Linked DNA regions of Ovis aries: all the other regions are linked to region 1. Evidence: chromatin contacts called from public Hi-C data. All regions are on one chromosome and are shown on one strand. Each heading gives the region's core, a stretch centred on a gene start, on an enhancer-like site or on the middle of the called end of the contact. The rest is flanking DNA. Distances are from core to core; before and after follow the strand shown. Region 1 has its middle 1.0 Mb from the start of NTM. Region 2 overlaps NTM (neurotrimin). Region 3 overlaps NTM (neurotrimin).

Region 1 (2,793 bases), core at 155-2,654:
TATTTTATTTTATTTTTTATTTTATTTTGAGGAATTGAGAAGAAAAGCGGATGCAGGGGAAACTTGGGGCACCTTCAAAAGGGGAACCCCAAGGAGACATCTGGGCCATGAGCTGTGGTCAGCCTGAGGCAAGGGAGGGAAGCTCTCAGACATTTGTTTTCACTCGTGTGTGGAGAATATTGCCATTCATCTTCTCTCAGTCACGTTTCCTCCCTGCCCCCGTGGGTGGTGGGGCTGCCTCACCTCACGGATGTAAGGGACACCATTAGCGTGACAGGGTTTGGAGCCAGAGGGGCAGGAAGTCCAGCCCTGGCTTCTCTGTCTTACTTCCAAGTCCGGAGCTTTCTGGTTCTGGGGGCTGGGATGTGGCCACGTGTTCCTTCCCTGCATCTGGGCTGCCTCAGGCCCAGGGGAGGGGTTCTCACCCTCCCCTCCTGCTCCTGCTGCTGCTTCTGGTGGGCTGGGTCCCTCCCTTGCTGTCCCAGCCCCGATGCCCCACGTTCCCCAGCCCCCCAGCATCCTGAGAGCCGGAACTGGGTCTTATTTAGGTGGCCTGCCAGGTGCCCAGCACCAGGCTCGCTACACATAAAAAACGGCCCAGAATCCAGGACCCAGTGAGGGCACAGTCCTGGCAGGCCGTGGACCCGGGAACACTCAGCAGTGTCCTCTGGGCTCCGGCACTGTGCCAGGCGCTCACACAAAATCTGCGTTTGTTAATCCTCAAAAGCGCCCTGTGCCAAAACTGTGACTCGATTCCACAGAGAAGGAAACCAAGGCTCAGAGAGGTAAACTGGCTTGTCCGAAGTGACCCAGCCCTGGAGGGTGTTAGGGCTGGAGCCCTGCCTGTGTTGCTCCCCTCACCGCAGGCTGGAGGCCGAGAGGTGACCACAGGGGCTTGGCAGCACCAACAGCACCTTTTGTATGGAGGCGCTTAAGGGGAAAGATGACAGAGAAAGACCTGAGGGTTCTGCAGAAAGCAGCCTGTTCCATGAGCATGTATAGGGCAGGCTGACTAGCATGCTGGGGGTGGGGGGCTGGGGGTGATCAGAGGAGCAGGGACCCTGAAGGAGGAGGGGGCCTGCAGACTTGCAGCCTGCAATGCAGTCTCTGCTCCCTGCGAAGAGGGTGAATCATCTGCCCAGCAGCTGCGGAGCAGACGTGTCGCCAGCGCCCCCCTGTGCACACAGGGAGAACTGGAACCGCTGCGGGGGTGGCCCTGCAGCCGCTGAACCCTGAGCATGGAGCACGCTTGGCTTCCAGGCCAAAAATTGGCAAATGCTCCTTCAGTTCCAGGAACAAACGACTAAGCGGGTCTCGAGGCCCAGCGGAGCGAGGCCAGCCCCTCTGTCTCTCCTGTCCCAGTGGAACCTCTGGCCCTGGGCCCGATTTGGGGTCTCCAGGCTCCTCCCAGGTGTGCAGGGCAGGGATGAGCTGGGGCATCCCCCAGAGGATAACAGGGCTTTACAGTGAGTTGTACAGCCCAGCTCTCTGCAAGGGGGCAAGTCTGGGGGGCAGGTCTGGGGGGGGCAGGTCTGGGGGGGGGCGGGGGAGGGGAGTGTGCGCTGGGCTGTCCACTGGGTTGCCTTCTCCTTTCGTTGGGCAGTTTTTTCTCTGGATTTCAGTTTCTCCTCCTGCAAAGCGAGCATTGGATCATATTGGGGCTGACATAGGGTCAGGTGTTGTTTGCCTCCTCCTGGGTCCTTTCTGGCACTTCCCCGTGGCCCCTCATTCCGTCCCTCCCCATGGAACCAGTCATAGGGAATGTGGATGGTTTAAAAAAAAAGAAAAAAAAAAGAGGGGGGAGTGTAGAGAGTTTAGTTACATGAGAAATCACAGGACAGGTTTACTGAGGTTCCTCTGGCTGCAGGCTCAGATTCCATGGGAGAAAATCCACTCTGGAGGCGAGAGTTGCTGTTCTTTTAATTTAATGGTCGCATATTTATTTAGCAACTATTATGTGCCAAGTGAAGCATGGTGCACGTTCCCCCTCTTCCTCCCTGCAGCCTAAGTAACAATCTAGAGAAGATACAGAGCTGCATCCTAGTGGCTGTAATACAGAATTGTGTCTTTGCTCTGCTTGCTGCTGCTGCTGCTAAGTTGCTTCAGTGGCGTCCGACTCTGTGCGACCCCATAGACACCAGGCTCCCCCAGCCCTGGGATTATCCAGGCAAGAACACTGGAGTGAGTTGCCATTTCCTTCTCCAATGCATGAAAGTGATCAGTGAAAGTGAAGTAGCTCAGTCGTGTCCGACTCTTCGCGATCCCATGGACTGCAGACTACCAGGCTCCTCCGTCTATGGGATTTTCCAGGCAAGAGTACTGGAGTGGGGTGCCATTGCTACATCTCTGTAAATATGCCTTAGCATGAAAGAAAAATGGCTCAGATGTACCTATGTGCAGGGCAGGAATGGAGACACGGACACGGAGAACAAATATGTGGATGCAGGGGGGAAGGGAAGGGGAGAGTGGGATGAAGCGGGAGGTTGGGATTGACATGTATGCACACCATGGGTACAACTAATAGCTAGCAGGAAGCTGCTCTGTAGCTCAGGGCGCTCAACTCAGTGGTCTATGGTGACCTCGAGGGGTGGAGTTGGGGGAGGGCTGGGACAGAGGGCCACGAGGGACGGGTTATGTGTATACATGTAGCTGACTCACTTCTTTGTACAGCAGAAACTAGCGCAACATTGCATGGCAATTATAGTCCAATAAAAACAATTTAATTGCCTTTGTATGAGGATAAGAATTGGAGAGAAATAGAAACCTAAGGTGGCTCAGTGGTAAAGAATCAGC
Region 2 (2,793 bases), core at 204-2,703, 510 kb before region 1:
TTCTACAAGCATGCGCATGCATACACACACACACACACACACACACACACACACACACATCTGTCTTTTCATCCTTTTATTCTCTCCAGTCTTGTCCCAAATTTAGCTGGGCAAAAGCAACACAGAACCAAAATATGAATGCCTTTTGGAGGTGAGGGCCAGTGATCCTCAGCATCATCAATAGACTGTGGCTGGGACTTGGGAACTGCCAGGCAAGTGAGTCGTGACATTGCGATGGGTGGGTGGGGTCTGCTTCTCAGTGGGGGATGGGGATGCTGGGGACCCGGAGGCTGATACTAACCCAGGGAGCAGAGCATCAGAGACCTGGACCCACCTGTCTGCAGGTACAGGGCACCTATTCTCCATGGATCCCCAAAGCCCAGAGGAATGAATGTTCAGAACCAAGAACCTACCTTGCATGAACTCAGTGTGTGTATGTGTGTTCTCCCCCAAACACACACACACAAATCTGTGTGGACTACAAATACCTGTGCCCTGCATGGGACCGGCGACCACTGACAAAAGATTTCACATCTGCAGTCAGAAATGACCCTTGGATTACTTTTGAAAGAACCTCCCATACATTTTAAGCAGGTTGGTGGACTCATCATTTAGGCTGCTGCCAAGAGGCAGCTATTAAGAGATGTGGCAGGGAGTGGCATTTTCTTAAAAGGCAGTTATTTTCATTAGTGCCATGATTTTTCTGGTTTAGAAATAAAATCCATCTGAACTTGGGATCCTTTAGACAAACCAATGTCTTTGGGAAAGTGGGTTAATAGGAAATGCGTGTGGAGGAGCCAGGTTGTCTTCCGGAATCTTCTGGAATGAGCAGGGCATGGTGTGTGCAGATGCCAAGACAGAGAGCAGGACACTGGTGGGCGGGAAGAAGGGCCAGCCTCTCTCCTCCCAGGTCCCTGGGATGGGGGAGCCGAGGGTCGGAGGGAATCACAGGAACAGTTAGCAGTCTGCAGCAAATTAACCAGCAGATTAACTTCTCAGACGCCCAGCTGGTTGTCCTCTCAAATCCTGCCGTCCTACCCGTCTGCCGGTTCCACTTTGCAGCAGGGCTGGGAAAGCAAGGCTCAGCTTCAGTTCCCGGTCCTGCCAGAGAGCAGAGCTCGGGGGCTGGGGAGCGCAGAGCGGAAGCAAGCGCAGGAGGCCAGGCGGGCAGGAGGTGCATGTACGGAGGCCGGGGTGTCGAAGAGAGAAAGAGCCGGCCGCGTGTGTGTGTATGCACACACTAGTGTCTGCATCTATATCTGTTCTGTGTGTGCATCTCTGTAGGTGCATCTGTGTGTCTGTGTGTGCATATGTGTGCTCTGTGCGTTTGGGTATATGTGTGTGCGTGGGTGGGTGGGTGAGATGGGCAGGGAATAGGTATGGCGGGTGAGGGCGTGTTGAGGGCACAGAAGGAAGATTTAGCACAAGCCCAGATGCCGCAGGATCCCACACCAGCAGATGGTGCTGTAGGTACAAGTTTGAAGGAGGCGACGCCTGGATTGCTAGAGACCTAGAGGGGAAGAGAGCGTTGAACACAGGGATTAAGGGACATCACACCCCACCTGCATGGAGAGCATGGAGCCTGAGGAAACCTTGAACAGACCTAGCAGCTCTGTTTCTCCATGAAGGAGCCTGTGTGCTTTAACGCTGATTTAAGCGCCTGCGCTAAGGGACCTCCTTTTGTTCCCTCCTCACTGGCCCTCCGGACCCATCAGAGTGAGAACCTTACAGTCTGGGAGCAGCCGGGAGTGTGGGGTGCCTGTGGTTTCACTGGGGAGGTTGTGGGGCTGCATTACCTCTCTCCCACCCTTTCCCTCTAGTCCTCTCTGCCAGGTTTTATCAAAGCATCTTGCCCATCTCCTCATCCCTCCCCTCCGGGAAAGCCCTTCACTTCTTCCCAGGGGGACCTCACCTACTTCTCTCCTTGGGATCTCTGCCCACAGTCTCTCTGACTCCCACCTCATCTTGCCCACTGCCAGGAGGTTAATCTTCCCTAAGCGCAACTCTGCGATTGTATCTGTGGCCCCGGCGTCTCAGCCGTCTCCACTGCCAGCCCGCCTCAGCCTGGAGATGACACAGCTTCCCCTCCTGCCACCCCATCACCTGCTCCTTCCAGAGCCAGCCCGAGCCTCTTCCCTTCCCTCCCCCGCACTGAGCTCTGGCAGCCTCTCTCTCCATCATCAACTGTGTGTGTGTTTAAATTCGTCCTTCTTCTGTTCCATTTCCAGATGCCTCACTCCCTTCAAATCTCCCCCTTCATGAGCCGCCTGCTCCATGAAGCACCCCGCTGACCTGATCTCGCAGCATCCACTCCCAGCTCGGACCTCTCTGGGCGCCCTGCCCTGTAACCTGCCCCCTCTTTCACACACTGCCTGCGGTTCCTTGCAGAGCTCACCCCCGACCATGAAGGCGACTCACTTCCTGTTCCCACCACTATTCTACCTGGGAACTCAGTAGAGCCCTTGGGTAGATTAACACAAACGTTTACCTCTATTTGCTTTTTCCTTAGCTAAGCTTCAATGTGAGGATGTTGATGGCGATCTTTCCCCCAGGCCAGAAACAAGAGACAAGAGACCCTCGTCTTTTTCCACTGACACTTCCCTTCTGCCTTCAGTTTCCTCAGCTCCTAACTGGGGGCAGTGATGGGCTCAGTCATTTGATTTGTAACCCCTTTGTCTTGTCCCCTCGGGACTGACAAGTCTTCCCTGTCCGCCCTCGCCCATCAGGGGCAGCTGAGGGAGGGAGGGGGTCTCATCTCTTGGCTCAAACTCTCGCCCACTCTCCTCTCCTCTC
Region 3 (2,793 bases), core at 182-2,681, 460 kb before region 1:
AAACAAAACAAAACAAAACACCACCCAGTCTCCATACAACCGTGGTCCAACCAAGATGTGTGGAATGGTTCTTACTTGAAGGGCGTGAGCTGGATGTTGGGCCTGGAAAGGCTTGAGGCTGAGGCTTCTCACCCAGGACCTTGGGTCCAACTCACAAGGCTGGGCTTTGGGCGCAGAGGTCAAAGAGGTCATCAACCGTGGAGGACGTTGTGTCCATTAATGGGTGGGTGGGTGGTCTGCCTGTGGTCAGAGAACAGTTTCCTCCTCCCAGTGGACATGACTGTGCTGCTCTGATGGGATCAGGGGAGCCTGAGATATCAGCTGTGTGGCTCTCATTAATTAGACTATCACTAAATGTCACCACGTCATTTGACAACTTTGATGATGCATGTCACGTTTTCATAGATTCCCCAAATGAGGCAACTGGTGAAGTCAGTTGTCTCCTTGGGTGAGATCTGGTAAGTGGGTATCAGAGCTGAACTATACTTTCTGTCCTGTCCCTAGACCCAAGGCTTTGCCACTACGGGATGTTTTATTAAAAAAAAAAAAAAAGTGAGTAAAGAATAAAAAGTCTGAGAAATGTATAAGACGGAAGTGGGGTTTCATATAGCAGTTCCAGGGGATAGCAGAGAACAATGTGGTTTCCGTACTTGAGGAACCCCACGGGGCCTCTTCCGCTGCAGGAGGCTGCAGCGTGTTACTCAGGTTTGGAAAGCCTTTAACATTTCACTCTGAAAGCTGGTGGGTCCTCTGTTAGTCTCTCCAGCTACTGCGTGGCCTCTTGAAGCCAGAATTATGCCGCCTTCAGCTTTCTGTCCCTAGTTCCTAGTGCATGACTTGGACCAGGGTTTTTGCTAATAAAGCCTGGCTTCCTTCCCTTGCTGTGCTGTGGACAACCCTGAACTTCTTTAAGTTTCTTGAACACAGAAAGATTACTCTTGCTAGAAGCCTTCCCACGTGTGGCTCCCTTTGTGGTGGTGCCCCTCTTTCAGCTCTTCCCACGGCGGTGGCTCTTCATCATTTTGGCCTCAGCTCAGATGGAATCCCCTCCCTCTAGCCTGACACCCAGATGAAAGTGATTCCCTAGCACTTCCACCAGGCTTGGGCTGGCATGTCATCCTGGATTATTTTCAGAGCAGTTTTTCCATTCGTGTGTCTGGTTATGTGCTCGTGGGTTTGTCTTCCCCACCTGGGTTGTAACTTCTTTGGGGCTCGGTGGCTTCTCTGTCTTTTCCTGTCTTATCCTGTGCAGCATCTGGGAGATGCTAGGTGCTCAGGATGTAGCGCTTGCATGAGTGGAGGAAGACATGCGGGTCTGAGATCACCATCTCCTCCTTGCCCTCTCTGCCCTCTGTCCTCAGTGGCCCAGTATTGTCCTTGGCCTGGGTGTGTTCCTGGCTCAATGTCATTTCTGTCTGGGTCATGCTGTGCTGGGCATGAGGGTGCTCTTGAGGAGGGCACAGCTACACAGAAGTCATTGAACTGGTGTCCTTCTGTCCAGATCACAGATGGTCTTTGTCAATTGTCTGCTATTTCATAACCGCACCCATGACACATGCTATCTTTCTGCCAGGTCACTTTCCTGCCCAGTCCTTTAGCTTTTGAAGAGCTGCTACTCTCTGAGAATGTACTCAGCCCCAGATAGATCTCAGGGAAATGAGCATTTTCAAGATAAAGAGGGGCACAGAAAGGCGCCTCTCTGCCCATCTTTCTTTCTGTCTGTTTGGAGGCTGCTGTCAGTGGGTGTCTGGTCGTGTAACTATTGATTCGTTGCTTCTGAGTTAACTCCTGCAGAATAGCAATGCCACTTGGGAAGCGGGTGCTGCCCTGGCCCCTCCCAGGATGGACCTCTGTCCACTCACTTTGCCAGGCCTCCTGCTGGGGGACTGAGGCTCAGAAGAGCCTGGACAGATGGGACTGTGGAGGGAGGCTCTTGGAAGCACACTCAGCCTGTTAAGGAGCCAAAAACTAAAATGGGAAAGCTGAAAACGCAGCCAAATGCTGGACGGAAGGAAAAGGGCATGTGGGTTCACAGGAAAACCTGAAGAAGGTGCAGAGCGACAGCCTGGTTCTCAGGGACTCCTCACCTATAAGATTAGGTGATTTGCAGAAATGCTTCTCTTTTCTTTTGAGAAAAGAATGGCAGAGACCAGGCGGTTCAGCCATCTAGTTTTCCAGATAGTGAGACTGGTGACCATCAGCTCACACAAGGAGGGCTTCCTGCAGAGTGAGGAGGAGCTGACGCCCAGCCCACACCACATCACACACTGTGAGCCCTTGCTTACCTGTGTGCCTGAGACAAGGTCACCTTGCACTTCTAAGTGCACAGGCCTCACACCACATGGGATGCCTCCAACAGACCTGGCCAGCATTTACTACCAAGCTCTCTCCCAACTGCTTCTCCTCTCAGCCACTGAAGTCAGCATTCTTAGCCTGTATCAGCTCTGCCTGTGACTCTGTGGGACAATGTGTCAGGCAGGCACTGAGCACCCTACCAGCAGAGACATTCTGAACACTCAGAGCTGCTCCACGAGGCAGAGCCAGTTATGATTCCAGTTTTACACGTCGGAAAAGCAAAGGACTGGAAGGCCGAGGGGGCCGTTTCCCAGCCATTTCCCCACGGTCAGGTGCAGTGTCTGGGCTTGGACAGGTTTTGTCTGTTTTCTAGGCCTGCTCTTTTTGTAACAAAGGACGTTCCCATTCTGTTCCTTTTCTTCGTCGTCAGTTTTGTCTATTCCCAGAAAGCAAGTGCATTTTTTGCTCTTCTTTGTCCTGGGCACAAGAACTCTCTTT

What was found. A called contact is a pair of places that touch in the nucleus more often than the background predicts.
Region 2: a Hi-C map of hypothalamus shows a contact between it and region 1, with 4 times the contacts expected there. The contact joins two enhancer-like sites. A contact is called at or near these places in 3 of 16 Hi-C or Micro-C datasets (hypothalamus, muscle and tail adipose tissue).
Region 3: a contact with region 1 is called in a Hi-C map of hypothalamus, with 2.3 times the contacts expected there. The contact joins two enhancer-like sites. A contact is called at or near these places in 2 of 16 Hi-C or Micro-C datasets (hypothalamus and tail adipose tissue).

Annotation. Positions count from the first base shown.
Region 1 is chr21:31,916,877-31,919,669 of ARS-UI_Ramb_v3.0, reverse strand. No RefSeq gene overlaps it. Among named protein-coding and RNA genes, the nearest start is that of NTM, 1.0 Mb to the left of the region's middle. Within about 2 kb of position 1,404, at least 7 of the 54 cell types and tissues checked have an H3K27ac peak or open chromatin away from gene starts, as enhancers often do. A contact at or near this core is called in hypothalamus, where this site is marked.
Region 2 is chr21:32,427,096-32,429,888 of ARS-UI_Ramb_v3.0, reverse strand. All of the region lies in intron 1 of NTM (neurotrimin), which reads left to right. Among named protein-coding and RNA genes, the nearest start is that of NTM, 490 kb to the left of the region's middle. Within about 2 kb of position 1,453, at least 6 of the 54 cell types and tissues checked have an H3K27ac peak or open chromatin away from gene starts, as enhancers often do. A contact at or near this core is called in hypothalamus, where this site is marked.
Region 3 is chr21:32,372,944-32,375,736 of ARS-UI_Ramb_v3.0, reverse strand. All of the region lies in intron 2 of NTM (neurotrimin), which reads left to right. Among named protein-coding and RNA genes, the nearest start is that of NTM, 550 kb to the left of the region's middle. Within about 2 kb of position 1,431, at least 8 of the 54 cell types and tissues checked have an H3K27ac peak or open chromatin away from gene starts, as enhancers often do. A contact at or near this core is called in hypothalamus, where this site is marked.